Regions from separate parts of the Zea mays genome. Here region 2 is linked to region 1. The links are chromatin contacts, called in public Hi-C maps. All regions are on one chromosome and are shown on one strand. The core of a region is the stretch at or near the end of the contact, and the rest is flanking DNA. Distances in the headings are between cores, read along the strand shown.

Region 1 (5,123 bases), core at 1,007-3,506:
TATTATTGTTCTCTAGTAACATTTTTGAGTAATTTTCGTCGAGTTGGTTTGATGATAATGCAGGAATTGCTGAAATAAGTCAAAAGGTACAAGTCAGTGTGCGATATCACAACACAACGGTAAAGGCTATCTCCAGCATATCCCGCTCCCTATCTTACTTCCTATTTCGAACTTCATTCTGTAAACAAAACTTTGCACACCCGTATACACGCTCCTGCTGGAGATGGCCTAAGATGTGTCTGAATCATGATGTGGATTATCGTACAATTTTTCCCAAATGCCTAAAACAGCAATTGAATGCCCAATTGTCTATGTGTAAATTTGAGACTCAGTGATGCCACATTCAAAACTGTAAACATGAGATGTACCATGCCCTAATTTATAATTCTGAAGTCACATGGGCTTGGTTTAAAATATTCTGGCCTTGACCAGCCCAGCAATAGAATACTCATGAAAACGCATCCACGTTGTTAGCACCACGGATCCACCAAAATTTATTTCACATCGTGCAAATTTCTATGTACAGCGATAATACTTTGACAGAGATGAGTCCATGATCGCATCTTACCTCAGAGACTGATTCGACCTTGCCTTCATTTTCTTCCTGGTAACTTCTCTTCTCCTCGGTGGTTGCAGCACTACTTTAATTGCAGTGTCGAACACAGCCTTTACGTTCTGTTCTCAGATGATTAAAAATCATTACTACTCTTTTCTGAAGTTCTTGACAACTTATGTTTATTTGGAGAGGATGTGACTTGGTACAACCAGATACTGTCAGGCTGTGAACTGTAATGCTAATGAGCAGAACCATACCCTCTGTGTCTTTGAGCTGCATTCTATGTACGCCACAGCGCCTATCTGCTTCCTGAGCTCTTCTCCCTAGCATTACAAGAGAATAATGTTATCAGTTGCAGTGACTGCTGTGCAGTGCAGGTGCCCCTTTCAGTTCTTAAGGGAAAAAAAATTAGCCAAAAGTGTTCTAGTATCGAATGAATGATGATTTGAGCCCATTTTGTGGCCATATTACCTGTTCAGTAGAGATGATGGAAGCAGCAGAATGGTCAGCAAGGTAAGATCTGTCTTCACGGAGATCTGCAGTGGCAGATATGCCTGGATAAATACAGAACTATTGTGCTTGGAATATTTAGGCCATGCCAGCATCAACATTAGTTACCTAGTTTGGTTCCAACAAGAACTACAGGAACAGTAGGTGAAAATCGGCGAAGCTCTGGCATCCACTGTACAGACGGACGCTGATGATCAGTACTCAGTTATTGCTGTGTGAAATCCAAACTGATACATCCATGTAACAATGTTGTGAAGTAAGGAGTTTGCAGGATTTTAGTGAGTCAAGAAACTCCTAGTTGCGGCTGTACAGATCCCTAATCATAAATTTTCGTCCGGAACTATTCTCAGTAGTCAGTACCTTCTTGAGGACGTTCTCATAGCTCGCCCTGCTGACCAGGGAGAAGGAGAGGATGAACACATCGGCACCCCTGTAGCTGAGAGGCCTCAACCTGCTGTAATCCTCCTGGCCTGCATCCAAACCAACCATTTCCGGCAGAAAACAGAAGAGATGGAAACACTAGTTGACAATCTGATGTCGCCCACCCCCCACCTGCCGTGTCCCAGAGGCCCAAGTTAACGATGCTCCCACCCACGGAGACATTGGCGCTGAAGTTGTCAAATACGGTGGGGATATAATCCTGCCGAAAGGGAAAAGAGGCTGAAACATCACAATGGAATAACCACACTGCCCCCTAACCAAGAAGTACGGTACTGAATCTGCCTCCACTCTCTTCGAAACCGAGCTGGATAGACAGAAAGAACTGAAACCCTGTCTTGTCCATCCGAATAAGAAAAAAAATGCAGAGGGTGTCGAGCCATTGGTAACGACTAACGAGAGGAGGGCGGCGAACCGAGCTCAGAAAGAACAAGGAGGTAGTAGTGAATAGATGGGAGCACTCAACCGTGGGGAACTTGTTGCAGGTGTAGCAGATGAGCATGCAGGTCTTCCCGACGGCCCCATCGCCGACCGTGACGCACTTGATGAACTTGGTGACCGAGCTCGCCGCCGCCGCGCTCATCGCTCTCACTGCCGCCTGCCGCCGCTGCACGAGCCAGCCACACCTACCTGGTTTTACTACTACCCCTCCCTCCTTCCAACCAGTCGTGGCTGCCGGCAGCAGTGTGCCTGCATAAATGCAGCCATCCCAGAAGCAGCTTCTCTTTTTTTTCACTATTATTATATACCACCTGCGGGCTGGCGTGTGACATCTAGGTGTCGGTGTGGCGAATCTTATATATATCTTTGTTTGCTCGTCAAATCGCTGCAATCTTTTGCTGCTCAGCTAGAACTCTGGCTGCCTGTAGAGAGGAGATCTCGACCTGCTAGTCTGAACTTTGAACAGTGGAACGGAGGACCTTTGCTACGTACGTCTACGTGCACGTGCAAGGAGGCCTAGAATCGTTCAAGAAAAGATGTTTCTTTATAAGTGCATGGACACCTCATCGTCGTCATTTACTTGAATCCGGCGTCTTGTGTATTGAATCGCGAGCCATTAGTGCTAATCAGCCAAGGTGCTGATGGCATGTTCTGTTCTGTCTCGTCAGATCAGATCCAAGCCAAAGCTTTTGTACGATTCCCGGCCGGTTCGCTCCCCGTGACTGTGCCTGTAGCGGCTGTACGTCCGACTACTCCAGTAGCGTCCTTTTGTTTGTTTACATATACAGCGGGTTTTTGTCTGGTCCTGCTCTGCTCTTCACAGTTTGGTGGCAGTAATACGCGAAATTTCAAAGTAGAAAAGAATTGACGGAAGGTTCTTTGATGCCGGGGACTTGCACGGCTTGACCTTGGTCTGATCTGCTTTCCCACCGTTCTTGACTCGAACCTTAAGAACCATCAGGTCTTTGCGCCCACGGTTCGCAGGATTTTTCTCTTGTGGTGTGCCAAATTGACTGCACACTTCTTTGGTTCATGTTTCTTAATCACCCTACCCTACGACCCTGCTACGATGGCTTCAGATAGGAACCGTGCGTGATTGCTCAGGTAGGGGTTACAACTTAGAAGGCAACTCGAGTTGAGGATTCTGATGTCATGCTCCTGATGACGATCACAGGGTTGTTTCCATAGTTCCATATATATAATATTTTAGGGCCCGCGTGTGCAATTTCATTTCCGAGCTTTTTCGGTTACGTCGGGATCGAAGGGGATTCCATCACGATTTAATACCTTCCAAACCTGTTTGATTACGACGCAACCGAACAAGCCCCTCGGGCCCCTCCCCCCGAAAAATAATATGGAGGATTGCATGTTCACCTCCGAAAAATGTCATGTTAAGTCACATTACATGATTACCATGAAAGCATAACTTCCTTTATAGGAGTATTTGAAGAAAAGGGGTACATCAATTCACAAACTTATTTAATAAACTATAAGTAAAATGAAGTCAGTTGCATCTCATGCTAGGTTTTTGAACTGTGCATTAGAACATGTGTTTGAATTTCAAAATAGAATTGAATTTAAATTGGAAAACTAAAATAGGAAGGAAATTAGAAAAGAAAAAAGGGAAAAGAGGGCCATATTCACCTAGCCGACCCATACCCACATCTCCACACAACCTAGCAAGCAACTAAGCGCCGATAGGAGAGCCCCCGTGTCAGTCGCTCGGCTCTGTGCCCTCCTCTCTTTCACGCCACCAGCCAGGGTCCGCTGCTCAGAACGCATCCACGTCGCATCGTTTCACTGACGTGTGGGGGGACACTTGAGCACTGTGCCTCTTCCCCGTAACAACCCGAAGCCGATCTTCTATCCTGTTGCGCGTTCCCAGCTAGCATCGCAACCGACCTTCTCAGGGGCTATAAAGTCGTGTATGAGACACCCCTCCTCCCATCCCGTCTTTATAGACCTCCACTTGCCACCGTGAAAACCACTTCATGAGGGTGTTAGAGCTCGGTCGTCGCCGTAGGGGTCGCCATGCGTAAACCCATGGTAGTTATCACACCTAAAGGACCTATTGAAGCGACTTTTATGAGCCACCAAATAGACATAACAATCTTGGGAAGAAATTTTTGGTCCACACCCATAGTACTAAATGAAAAGAACATAGATTTGATCCTTGGTATGACCTGGTTACAAAAGTGCAATGTAGTTATACATTGTGCCAGGGGGACCGTAGAGCTCACTAGTCCGGACAGAGATAGATTTGAGGTCGTATTCACCTTATCCCCATCCACTGAACCTGCTATATATCAATTAGAGGGCAAATTTGTACCAGGAGCCATCCAAAAAACTTCACTTTTGGAGGCGCACAGTTTTCCCAAACAAACTTATAGAAATCACATACTGCTCCCGTGGATACCACTGCCTTGTATAGCGTCGTTGAGTTGAATTTACTACAACATCTTCCCATGGGCACCTTCTGACATCCGCCACATTTGAGAGGGTCACTCCATCTAACAAAGTAGTTAGAGCAACAAATTCACTTATTGCAACAGCCGAGAAACGGGGAAAAAGCATAGCGCAGCGACGTGGAGAGTATGGCATGAACCGAGGCTTCCAGACGATGAACAAAAAGGCGGCTACACCATGCCTAATCAAGAAGAAAAAAATGGAAAGGTGATAGTCATCAAGGAAAACAAGCAAGCCAACAAGGGAAAGGGGGCCAAACGCATTTAGGTGCTAAAAGAGATTATCTCAACCATGAAAAGCACCAAGAAGGTTTGGGTCCCGAGAGGGAAGTAAGAAGTCTGAAGGACTTCAGGGAATTTGGAAACTTGGCACAATTAGGATGTATATCATGGGATGTATCATATCAGATCAAGTATATTGCCAAGTGGGTTAGTGAATACTTTGGACCCAAATTCCCCGCCCATAACTCAAGTAACTAGATTTATTACATCTTCACTTCTTTAGATATGCGTATCTATTTTTCTTACATCTAGTTCCACCGTTCATGTCTAGTTCTACATATGGTATTTACTTTCAATTGCATATGCATGCATGCTAGGCACATCATATGGTAGGAATGCTCGACCTTAAATCCATTCTTTTTTAGCAAAACTACGTGGTTTAAAATGTGTAGTAAAGCACGGCACATAGCTTAACTAAAATTTCTAAATAA
Region 2 (4,800 bases), core at 1,123-3,622, 140 kb before region 1:
AGAACTAACACAGCACCACAGGGCACATCATGAAACATAGACTTCTCAATGGGTTAGCACAGCCTGTGAGCAATTCAAGAGAAGTAGATGTCAAGTCCCCCATAAACCTGATTAAGAGAGAGGAGAAATCATGGATACTGAAGCAATTCAGCAAATCTGCGTCACTGCCCTTGGACGAAGGGCGCCCGCCTCCGCGTCGTGAGCAGCAACCAGAAGAACTCCGGTGAGTTCTTCCTCGAGTGTCGTATCCCAGGTAAGGGAAAACAGGTAAGAGTTGGGGATTTTGGTATTCTGTTATTTTCATAGATGATTGTTCCAGTACAAGAGGTAGTATTTATACTATTACAAATGAATACCGGCCCATTAATGAGGCCCATAATCCTCCACTAATCCCCTCTACCGGGTAAACCCCTTCAGGATCCATAGCACTAGATCAAGCAGTGCTTACAATCTGATAATGATGTATTGTGATGTATACTCAGACATCAGGTGGATATAAAAGGATAACTACTGTATGGCGAGGAACAGGATGGCACAGGCTAAATACTAGAGGCTTTAAGGAGTTTGAGGACTCGAGGAAGGATGAGGGAGACCATGAATTGAGAGGAATAGTAACATTTAGGGAGAAAGACAAATTCATTCTTCCATCGTGATAACTATTAAGAAACTTTACCTCTATAGGAAGAAACTTAAATCCGATACACCAAATATATTTAGAAGAAAATATACAGAGGTAATACAATAACTAAAGGTTAAGCTTAAGTCCTAATTTAATACTCTCTCCGTTCTTTTTTATTTATCGCGGTTTAGCTCAAAAATGAACTAGCGGGCGACAAATATTCGAGAACAAAGGTAGCATTAATTATCATAAGCAAGGCAATGCGGTAACCAAGAATTGACTGGCTGCGCTGCATGCATACATAGGTCAACCATGTTGCGATACTCAGCCAATATCCATGGTACAAAACTGAACCTTCCATGTAAACCATGCAAAGTGCACCAGGGAACATCAAGCATCTAAAAAAACGCAAACCTCATCCACAAAACGCAAACCAACTCAGGCTCATGCAGACTGCACTTTATTCAAATGATGAAGCCCATGCCCATCCATGAATCTAGCCCAAGAACAAGATTCTCTGTATACTCGTTAAATAGCTAAAAACAGAGAATTTCAGGCTAGGACATGGGCGGAGCTAAGGCCCGGGCAGGGTGGGCTCTTGCTCGGGCTTAATCTCCAGCAAAAGCCTATTATATCTAGGTAATTTTTTTCATTTTTTTCCAGGCAGCCGCCCATAATTTCTCATCTGGTCGCATGGTCATGTGTATCCGCTGCCGCTGCTTGCTGGATGCCATGCCTACAAACAGATTCTACATCACCAAAGGTTGTATGGCCTAACTTCATTTTCTTTTCATATGGGTTGTACGAGAGCAGACTCCACCCACACTCATGCACATCTTTTGTTTGCACCAGATAAAAGCAATGATAATGTCAACAGTCATCTCATTTGGCTCATCTCCACGATAACAGCAATGCTGTCGATGCCGACCCAAGCGATAATTAGCTTGAATCATTAATTTTTTTCTGCTTCATATCCAAGATCACGGTGTCAGGTATTTCGAGTCGTACAAATTTTATTCTACACAATGAAAATAATTAAGGGCAAACCACGCAACAGAATTTCAGATAAATGGTTCAATCACTTGGTGGTGTGTTAGTGTTACATTAAGTGGAAATTATTTAAAGCATTTGATAATTATATGATGACACAACGTCATAGCATAAAGACTGGAAAATGAGTCTACCTCATGTTATATGAGATTAGCATATTATATACATGCAAGCAAATTTTTAAGTACTTTGCAGTATATTTATGATTTTTTATATTATGTAGTCTTTTTAAGTTGCCCAGGCTTCCAATTAATTCTAGCTCCGCTAGGATGCAATCACTGTATAATCGCTATATAGCTAAAGAAACTTCTCTACTAACCCGACAGGACTAATCCGCAACATTCACCGCTACTACTACAGAATTCAGTTGGAAGCTCGTAATCCACACCCTGATTCGCCGAAACCTAGCAAACCTGTACTGACACCGCGCACAGCTGCTCACAACACAATCCTAGTCGTGATCTGAACTAGGAGCTCGAAGTTCCATTACGTCGCGCCGGCCTAAGCTAAAGGAGGATCGGATCTAGGGGAGCGAGTCCACGTACCAGTCCGCGAGACCGACTTGGTCCTCGTAGATGGCTGTGGCGAGGGTGGTGAGGGAGCCGAAAACTAGGATCCCCGCGAGGAGGACAAGGAGCGAGCGGCGCGGTGGCGCCGCCATGGCGGCTGAAAAGCGGGGTTCGGAGTCGAGCTCCGATCTGACGGCGGCGGAGAGGTGGCGCCGTTCACTGTTTGAGGTTGGGGCGAGTGTTTGATGGGGGCCATGGGGCAGTGCCAGAGCGGCCCCACGTGACGGCTCGACCAACTCGTACCGGGGGGGATCCCGGCTGCCGCCGTGACGATGCCGGAGATATTAACGAGTACTTTCGATACGCACCAATCGTGTGTCAGCTGTCTTGACACGAAGGGCGTGTTTGGATTGCTCTCTCAACAGATATCACCGTACTCGCTCCATAGTTCAAACTTTATTCCACGAATAATCTACAATACAAATAGTACTTTACACGACCGTTTACACCGTCTGCGGGAGATAGCCTAAGAGGCTATTTGGAAGGGCTCCGGGCTCCGGCTCTGGCTCTTTGCCGGTTCCCTCCCAAACGTCATGTCCTAGGCTGAGAGCCGGAGCTTAAATTTTAGCTCTGCACGGCTCCACGTATGCGTAGATCCACGCTGCCTCTCTCCCCATCGCCGCAGCGCAATCTCTCCTCGAGCAGTATCTCTTCCCGAGCCATCGCCGTGTCGCAACGCCGCGCCGCCAGATGCTCATATACTGACAGTCATAAGGAAGTTCAAAAAATCATGTTACTTATATCTTATGATGCTGATCTGATAAGGAAGCAGTTTGTGTCGAGCTGAAGCAGTTTGACAAGTGATCTGATAAGGAAGTTTGTGTTAAGTTGTCATAAGAAAGCATTCATAAGAAAGCAACTTCGTTTGCTAGTGATCTGGTAAGGAAGTTTCAATTACCAATTAGCTTCTTGTATCAAGTAGCAAATTTCAGATAGTAGATAGCAGTTTTGCTAAACATTGTAATGACAATGCTAGATGTTTCACATGTTAATATCTTGTTTTGCGTTTGATGCTTTGCCTGAAGTTGACAGTGTTCAGATTTCATCGTATTTTTTTGCCACAACACCGAATCAAAAAATACGTGTTTTGTGAAACAATCTGTCAAAGGCACCAGCTCCTGTGGAAGAGGTACTCTTTTGAAGGAGTCGAAGCCCTCCCAAACAGAGCCTAAGATGACTACTTATCCCACTCTTTATCTTACTATTTCAAACTTCACTCTGCAAACAGTTCAATATATAATGCAAAACAGTATTTTGCACGACCATTAACTTAGACCCTACCCGTAAAACTTTTATTTCGATTGCATATAGATCAAAGGAGACTAGAAAAATGAAATCTCCTTTTATTTTTTTTTACTAGCAAAAGATTTAATCATCTCTAATTCTTTTTAATACACTCCTAACCGAGCAAGCTCTCAATGAAAAGCTCACGATTTCATCTTTAACAATTTATAGTTCTTCATGTGTATAAAGAAGCATCGTGCTCCTATTATACGTTAATTAACATGTTTTTAACCTTAATTAAGCCTAGTGGCATGATAATAATATGTATTATAACACTACATACATTGTATGATTTTCTAAAAATTTTAAAAATGATAAATATGTGTTAATTAACTGAGTTATAGTGTGTAGGAGAAATTATATAAGATAAATTGTATATGGAGAAGAATTTTTAGTGGAAGATAGTAAAATATATTAAAAGTACATATAAGGAAAGATGTATAGAGGGAATTATCGGAGACAGCATAAGTTAATTAACACGTATTTACCATTTTAGAAATTTTAAAAAATCATTGTAGTACCACAATACATATTATTATCATGTCATGGGGTTTAATTAGGATAAAAATGTGTTAATTAACGTATATGAGGCATAGTAACCCTATATATATATATATATATATATATATATATATATATATATATATATATATATATATATATATATATATATATATATATATATATATATATATGTGTGTGTGTGTGTGTGTGGTTGGTATATTAGAAACCCTGGGCTTTGGATGATATAGGAAGCCCGGGTCGGTATTCCCCCGTCCTATATTGGAAGCCCTGGGCTTTGGATGGTATAGGAAGCCTGAGTCGGTATTCCCCCGCCCCCCGTTATAGCCGACCGGATGATTGAGCGATCAGGCGCGAGACCACATGCGGCCTGGATGACGCCGTGACGCGCGTACACGGGCCCACGACATGGTGGAAGGCATAACCAACTGGGTCAAAACAACAGGGGCATAAAAAGGAGGTGGTCGTGATTATAAGGATTAGTTTCCTCATCAAAACAGTGTGTAATAATGAAGGCATGCACGTAAAAATGGGATTGGGCACGTAGATTATGGAATGGGATTGGGACATGAACGGGTCATTTTTGAGCACATGATGGCATAAAAGCTTTTATGTGAATGGCATAATATATAAATGTTACATATTGTTGTAAAAATATTATGTAATAATGGCATAAAACATAGAAGCAAGAGGTGTAATAATATAATGTTGATGGTGTATAGGGTAAACATTGCATAAGAACAATATAGCATAGGA

The links. A called contact is a pair of places that touch in the nucleus more often than the background predicts.
Region 2: a Hi-C map of ear shows a contact between it and region 1, with 2.0 times the contacts expected there. The contact joins the promoter of LOC100381974 here to the promoter of LOC541774 in region 1. A contact is called at or near these places in 3 of 25 Hi-C or Micro-C datasets (ear, seedling and tassel).

The regions. Positions count from the first base shown.
Region 1 is chr6:143,721,734-143,726,856 of Zm-B73-REFERENCE-NAM-5.0, reverse strand. LOC541774 (Rop3 small GTP binding protein) reads right to left here and starts at 2,256. Exons shown (of 8, transcript NM_001111460.2): 1 at 1,971-2,256; 2 at 1,619-1,706; 3 at 1,427-1,536; 4 at 1,175-1,238; 5 at 1,028-1,092; 6 at 814-879; 7 at 569-675. The coding sequence starts at 2,087.
Region 2 is chr6:143,861,515-143,866,314 of Zm-B73-REFERENCE-NAM-5.0, reverse strand. LOC100381974 reads right to left here and starts at 2,372. Exons shown (of 12, transcript NM_001361565.1): 1 at 2,215-2,372. The coding sequence starts at 2,330.